Regions from separate parts of the Sus scrofa genome. Here region 2 is linked to region 1. The links are chromatin contacts, called in public Hi-C maps. All regions are on one chromosome and are shown on one strand. The core of a region is the stretch at or near the end of the contact, and the rest is flanking DNA. Distances in the headings are between cores, read along the strand shown. Region 1 overlaps LOC106506297 (a long non-coding RNA gene). Region 2 has its middle 96 kb from the start of GULP1.

Evidence for each region. A called contact is a pair of places that touch in the nucleus more often than the background predicts.
Region 2: a contact with region 1 is called in a Hi-C map of skeletal muscle, with 2.9 times the contacts expected there. The contact joins two enhancer-like sites. A contact is called at or near these places in 4 of 47 Hi-C or Micro-C datasets (heart right ventricle, psoas muscle and skeletal muscle) and 1 of 2 datasets of contacts at active chromatin or transcription factors (skeletal muscle).

Annotation. Positions count from the first base shown.
Region 1 is chr15:92,724,435-92,727,516 of Sscrofa11.1, reverse strand. All of the region lies in intron 5 of LOC106506297 (a long non-coding RNA gene), which reads right to left. Among named protein-coding and RNA genes, the nearest start is that of GULP1, 260 kb to the left of the region's middle. Within about 2 kb of position 1,581, at least 3 of the 83 cell types and tissues checked have an H3K27ac peak or open chromatin away from gene starts, as enhancers often do. A contact at or near this core is called in skeletal muscle, where this site is marked.
Region 2 is chr15:92,890,628-92,893,709 of Sscrofa11.1, reverse strand. No RefSeq gene overlaps it. Among named protein-coding and RNA genes, the nearest start is that of GULP1, 96 kb to the left of the region's middle. Within about 2 kb of position 1,414, at least 4 of the 83 cell types and tissues checked have an H3K27ac peak or open chromatin away from gene starts, as enhancers often do. A contact at or near this core is called in skeletal muscle, where this site is marked.

The sequences.
Region 1 (3,082 bases), core at 332-2,831:
TCCTACATTGTTTTTTGTATAACTGTTCTATCAGTCACTGAGGAGGTTATGTAAAATCTCCAACTATGATTGCGAAGTGATTTTTTTATCCTTATAATTCAATTTATGTATATCTTTTGAACTCTATTTTTAGGTACATATGTGTATTTATTTTTATATCTTTTAATGTATCAATTTAATTACTACAAAATATCCCTCTTTATCTTTTTTTTTTTTTTTCTCTTTTTAGGGCTGTACCCGTAGCATATGGAAGTTCCCAGGCTAAGGGTCAAAGTGGAGTTGTAGCTCCCGGCCACAGCCACACCAGGTCCAAGCCGCTTCTGTGACCTACACCACAGCTCACAGCAACACCAGATCCTTAACCTACTGAGTGAGGCCAGGTATCAAACCTGCATCCTCATGGATATAATAGTTGGGTTCATTACTGCTGAGCCACAACAGGAGCTCCATCTTTTGTAATGCTATATGTTCAAAAGTTATTGTATCTGATATTAAATAGTCACTCCTTTCAGTGGTGGAGTAGTGTGATATTCTGCACAATATCAAAATGGTTATGTCCTCTGTGTACCATACTGTGACAAAGCAGAAGAGTTTAACTTGTCTTGGGGACACTTAACTTATACGTCTGTCCTTCCTACAGAAATTGAGCAGCTTTTGTGAATGTACTCTTCACATTAACAGCTGCATACTAAGTTCCAGGACTGTATTAAACTCTCTTATTAGATATCATGACTGGACTGGCAACTGAGCTTTTGCTGCCACTAAGTTAAATGCTAGAAACCCACTACTATCCATCAAAACCCATTTGGATGTTATGGAATCAACATAAATAAAATGAGGATATGATTGGCACCTCTACCTTTGCATTCATTAAAACTTTGAGGGTGACACTAATTCTTCCCAATCTATCTGGGATATAGTATTGCTTCATTTTAATGAAACCACTTTCCAGGGAAGGTGATAGAGTTTTAAGAAATTTTGCTTAGCCTTTTACTACACACGTCAGAGAAATAATGTGAAGGAAGCTTCTGCCAGTTGCTGTGATGTATGAATTCAGAGACTAGGGAAATGATAACCAGGTCAATTCGAAGACCCTGTATTTTAGTGTGAGATGATCTTGGGCCAGGACACTATTTATCAGGTGGCTTGTAATATCCCCAAACAGGGATCCAAAGTAACATTTTGAATTCCCTGTTACTAGTGTCAGCTTAGATTTCATATCCAAAAGTTCTCATAAGTATAGACATTCTTCTTTTCTAAGTACATGGAAAATGGTCATAGATCTCTTTGGGGAAAGAGTAAGCAGATATTTATTTTATATTCTAATAGTGGTATCACTATGTACTTCCTCTAGGGGTACAGGATTCCTTTTAATCAATGGATTTTGGATCTGCGCAATGTCATACATCTGGAACTTGGATAAAAAAACTGCAACTTTCTATTCTGGTGGCTGACATCAGGCTTTTGCTTGGCAGAACACTTTTTTTTCTTGTTATGAAAGTTATGTAACACTCTATCATCTGTGCCTAGAACAGTATGATCTTTCAATCATCCCACAGATCTCTGAGGGTCAAGGCACCCTGATTGCTACTCTGATCTTGCTGCCCATTATAACAATTACATCTACCTTGCTTTGATGGTTAAGTACTGCTACCTGGTCTCTGATAGTCCAGAATTCTGTGAAAGGGATTCTTTTTGCTTATATCAGCCTGCTCAGGAAACCACTACTGCGTTTCATAAAGATGCCCATGCATTTTCTCTTTCCCATCTAATCCCTATCATTCCTTACTGACATAAAAGTGAATATTTCCATAAATTCTCCTGAGGGAAAAGAAGTAGATGGTGAAGTGGCATTTTTTTTGTTTTGTTTTACATAATAAATCCATCTCAAATTTTCACTTCTCTGAGCCTTCTGACTTCTTCAATATTTTACCAAGGCAGTTTACCTAACTTACAGTAGACTATCATTGTGTACAAACTTCAAAAGGATTATCCCAGCTTGGTTCTATAATTGGCTCAAAGTGTCACTGCCAAGTTAATATATCAAGGGTGAGTGTTCTCAAGTTACTAAATTCTTCCCTTTACAGTCATACTTTTCCTCTTCTGGTCAAATGTATTTCCTCAAGTTCTTGCTGTACACATTAGCTAAGTCCTACTTTTCCTTTGGAGAGTTTGCTATTTTCATCAGACTTGGACTCACATTTTTCTACTTAAGTTGTGCCAATGTATCTTGTTTAGTGGTACATAGACAATAAATGGTGTGGAGAGACAAATATTTTGGAGGATAAGCTGTTGCAAAGAATCTGCTTTAAATAAGATGTCTGCAGTGTTTCCAAGCAAGATAGACTGCTCTCCCTCTGGTAGGGTAGGGAGCTGCTTCCAACAGCCCAGAAAGTCAGGGGTTCAATAAAGTAGGCAGTTTTGAGTTTCTCAGGATTGTCCACCCAAAGTCTCCACCCCAGATTTCAAGGTCTTACATTTTTCCTATGAAGATGCTGACCTAAAAATTGGCAACTTGTTGAAGCAATGAACACCATATCCTTTGTAGCTCTCCCTCCCTTATACAAAGAATCTAGGTTTGGTTTTCAGCATAGTCTGACCTGTGACATAAGGATCTCCCTAAACATCAACATCACCATCACTGTAGAAATTCTATTTTTCTCAATATTCCTTGAGTTGATAGTGATTAATCTGCCCCTGCCATTTTATTTTTTCAAAATTCTACAGCAGTTGAATTTTTTTCAGTCACCATTAAGTCCATACTCTTTAATTGCCAATGGTACTACAGACCCTAGCATTTCATATTGCAGGGGTACTTTGTTTTACTATAAGCAAGATTCTTAGTAATTGTGATGCTACTGTATGTCAGTGGTTTTTAAAACCATAGGTTTATACTAGAAATGGGACCATCATTGCCTAATGACTTATCAATTATCTAGCTCCATAAGCCCATCTTTGGGATTTAATATTTAGCACCACTCCTCATTTCAACTAGTTTAACCTAGATCCTCCTGAAAGTAGAGCCTGAGACAAAAGAACACTGAAGGACACAGCAAGAGGAACAAAAGGAAAAGGAAAATAA
Region 2 (3,082 bases), core at 165-2,664, 170 kb before region 1:
AGATTCAATTTATTCTGATTTGTTTCTAAGAAATTAGTTGTTGAGAGAAGAAAAATAATTTTAACAACATACTTGATACAGTTGAGCGAAACTTACCCACAGAAATGTGTTCCCAACTTATTAATGTCATTTTTGGGGACTGACTTGAAGTGATTACAAAATAATACAGTTTAGAGATAGTTTACAGTGTAATTTTCTTTCTATATTTCATTTTATTAAAACTATTATTTATAGAAAATAAAATTGTGTAGGTATATATTTTTAGAACTCTTGGTATCTTCATCTATCTATATATAACAGCACACTTTAAAAAGTAAGAAAACAAAGCAAAAGTATACTTAATTTCATTGTGCTTCACTTTACTGAACTTTGCACATACTACATTTTTTTTTTTTTTTTTTTTTTTTTACACATTGAAGGTTGCTGGCACTCTTTAAGCAAATCTACTTGACTTTTTTTTCCCAACAGCATCTGCTCAGTTAGTGTCTCTCTGTCACATTTTGGTAATCCTCAAAAAAATTTCAATCTTTTTCATTATTATTATATTTGTTCTAGTGATCTGTGATCAGTGATCTTTGATGTTACTATTGTAATTGTTTTGGGGCACCACAAACTGTGCCCATATAAGATGGCAAACTTAATAAATGTTGTATGTGTTCTGGATGCTTTACTGACCAGTTGTTCCTCTGTTTCTCTTCCTCTCTGAGGGCCTGCCTATTCTCTGAAACACAAGATTATTGAAATTAGGCCACTTAATAACCCCACAATGGTTTTTAGTGTTCCAGTGAAAGGGTCAATTGATGGACAAACTTCATTATTGCCTTATTTTAAGAAATTGCCATAACCACCCAACCTTTGGCAACCACTACCTTGATTAGTCAGCAGCCAACAACTGACTAATCAAGTGGTGATCAGTGGATATAAGACCCTTCACCAGTAAAAAAAAAAGATTATAACTCACTGAAAGCTCAGATGATAGCACTTTTTAGCAATTAAGTATTTTAAAATTAAGATATATGCATTATTTTTATAGATAATTCTATTGAACACATAAGAGACTACAGTATAGTGTTGATGGAAGAAATTTTCACATGTTGAGGTATGTGAAAGTCATTCTACCTTATACATGATTTGACTTGAACCTGATGTTAACTAGTACAACATGTCTTAGGGCTGTCAAACATACACTGTATACCTGCTGTATCTGTTAAAGAAAAGAATGCATTTAAAAATTAAAATGGAGAAACTGTGGTTCAGGCATCCAAAATGGAGCAAGGTGGTCATGTGTATGTAGTTTCAGATATATTCCTGCATCACTGAGAACTTGAATGTTCTGAACACTTTCATACTCAAGGACACCACCAGCCATTCTCAAAATAGCATCTGCTAGCAGCTGCCAGCTGCAACCTTATGATCTCAAGGTTTCTCCTTGTAACTATGCAACCATTTCGGACCCCAACCAATGCTAGCTTAACAAGCACTCTTATTTCTTGCCAGCTCCAATTATAACTCTTGACAAACAACTTACATAATTTTGCAGTTTCTATTTTTATAAGCCTCCCCTATTTTGTAGTCCAGCAGAACACAATTCAAGTGCTTCTTGAATCTGTGTCTCTGGGCTATAGTCTCCAGGTTGGCTCCAGTAATATTCTTTTCTAACCTTATTATAGATTGTTTATTGATTATTTCTGTCAACAGTATAAACATAAATTTTACATTCACTGAGAAATCAAAAAATCTGTGTGACTCACTTGATGGGAATGTTTGCTTAATTAAATTGGTCTGGAACCTAACCTGTAGTATTTCTGAGCTATGCTTGTAAAAAGCATACAGATTAGAAAGGAAGAAAATTTGTCTCCAATTTTAAATTACGTGATTGCCTATGTCAACAACAGCAAGAAGTCTACAACACAAAACAAAAACCATCCAAACAAATAAACCTAATATCCTAGAACTAATAAGTCACTTAGGCGAGGCTACTGGATATAAGACCAACACACAAAAATCAATCTGTTTCTATATGCTAATAATGCATATCTATAGAACATTTATAATCACTCCAATAAAAATTAAATACTTCGGTATAAATACAATAAAATTTCTACAAAATCCTTGTGGAAATTATAAATACCGATGGAAGAAATTATAAAAAAAGATCTTATAATGCTTGCTTTGGCAGTACATACATTAAAATTAGAACAATACAGAGAAAATTAGCATGGCCCCTGTGCAAGGATGACAGGCAAATTTGTGAAGCATTCCATATTTTTAAGTTCATTTAAGAAAGGAAATGTATCTATATGTATTAATGGGTCACTTTGCTGCACATCAGAAATTGGCACAACATTGTAACACAACTATACTCTAATAAAACATTTTTAAAAAGACCCAAATAAAAGGAGAAACATATATTTATAGTTTGGAACACTCAATGTAGAAAAGAAGATTCACCTCTCCCAGAATTGAGCCATAGGTTTAATGCAATTCTTATAAAAAATTTAGCAAGTTTTTTTTTAGACCCAGATAAAATTATTCTAAAATTTATATGGAAAGTCAAACTAGAATAGTTAAAAAAAAATCTTGAAAAGGATAATAAAGTGGAAGGAATCGTTATCTCTGACAACAGTGGATACCACTCAACAATAAAAACGAACAAATCACTGATCCCTATAACACCTTAGATGAATCTCCAGGGAATTGAGCTGAATGTAAAAAGCCAATCTCAAGAGATAACATTCTGTATGATTCCACTGATACAGTATGTTTGAAATGTCAATTACAGAAATGAAGAACAGATTAGTGGTGGGGTCAAGATCATGGGAGGAAGAAAGTAGCTTTGGCCATAAAAGCATACCCGAAGGGATTCTGTTGATGGAACTATTCTGTATCTTGACTCTGTCATAGTCACACAAATCTATACATGTGACAAAATTAGATATAACTAAATATACACTAAATTAAATGATAACATATAAACTAGAACTAAATGATAACATATAATACTGCTGAAATCTGAATAAGGTCAATGGATCGTATAAATGTTCACTTTCTGGTTGTGATATAGCATTACAGTTATGCAAAA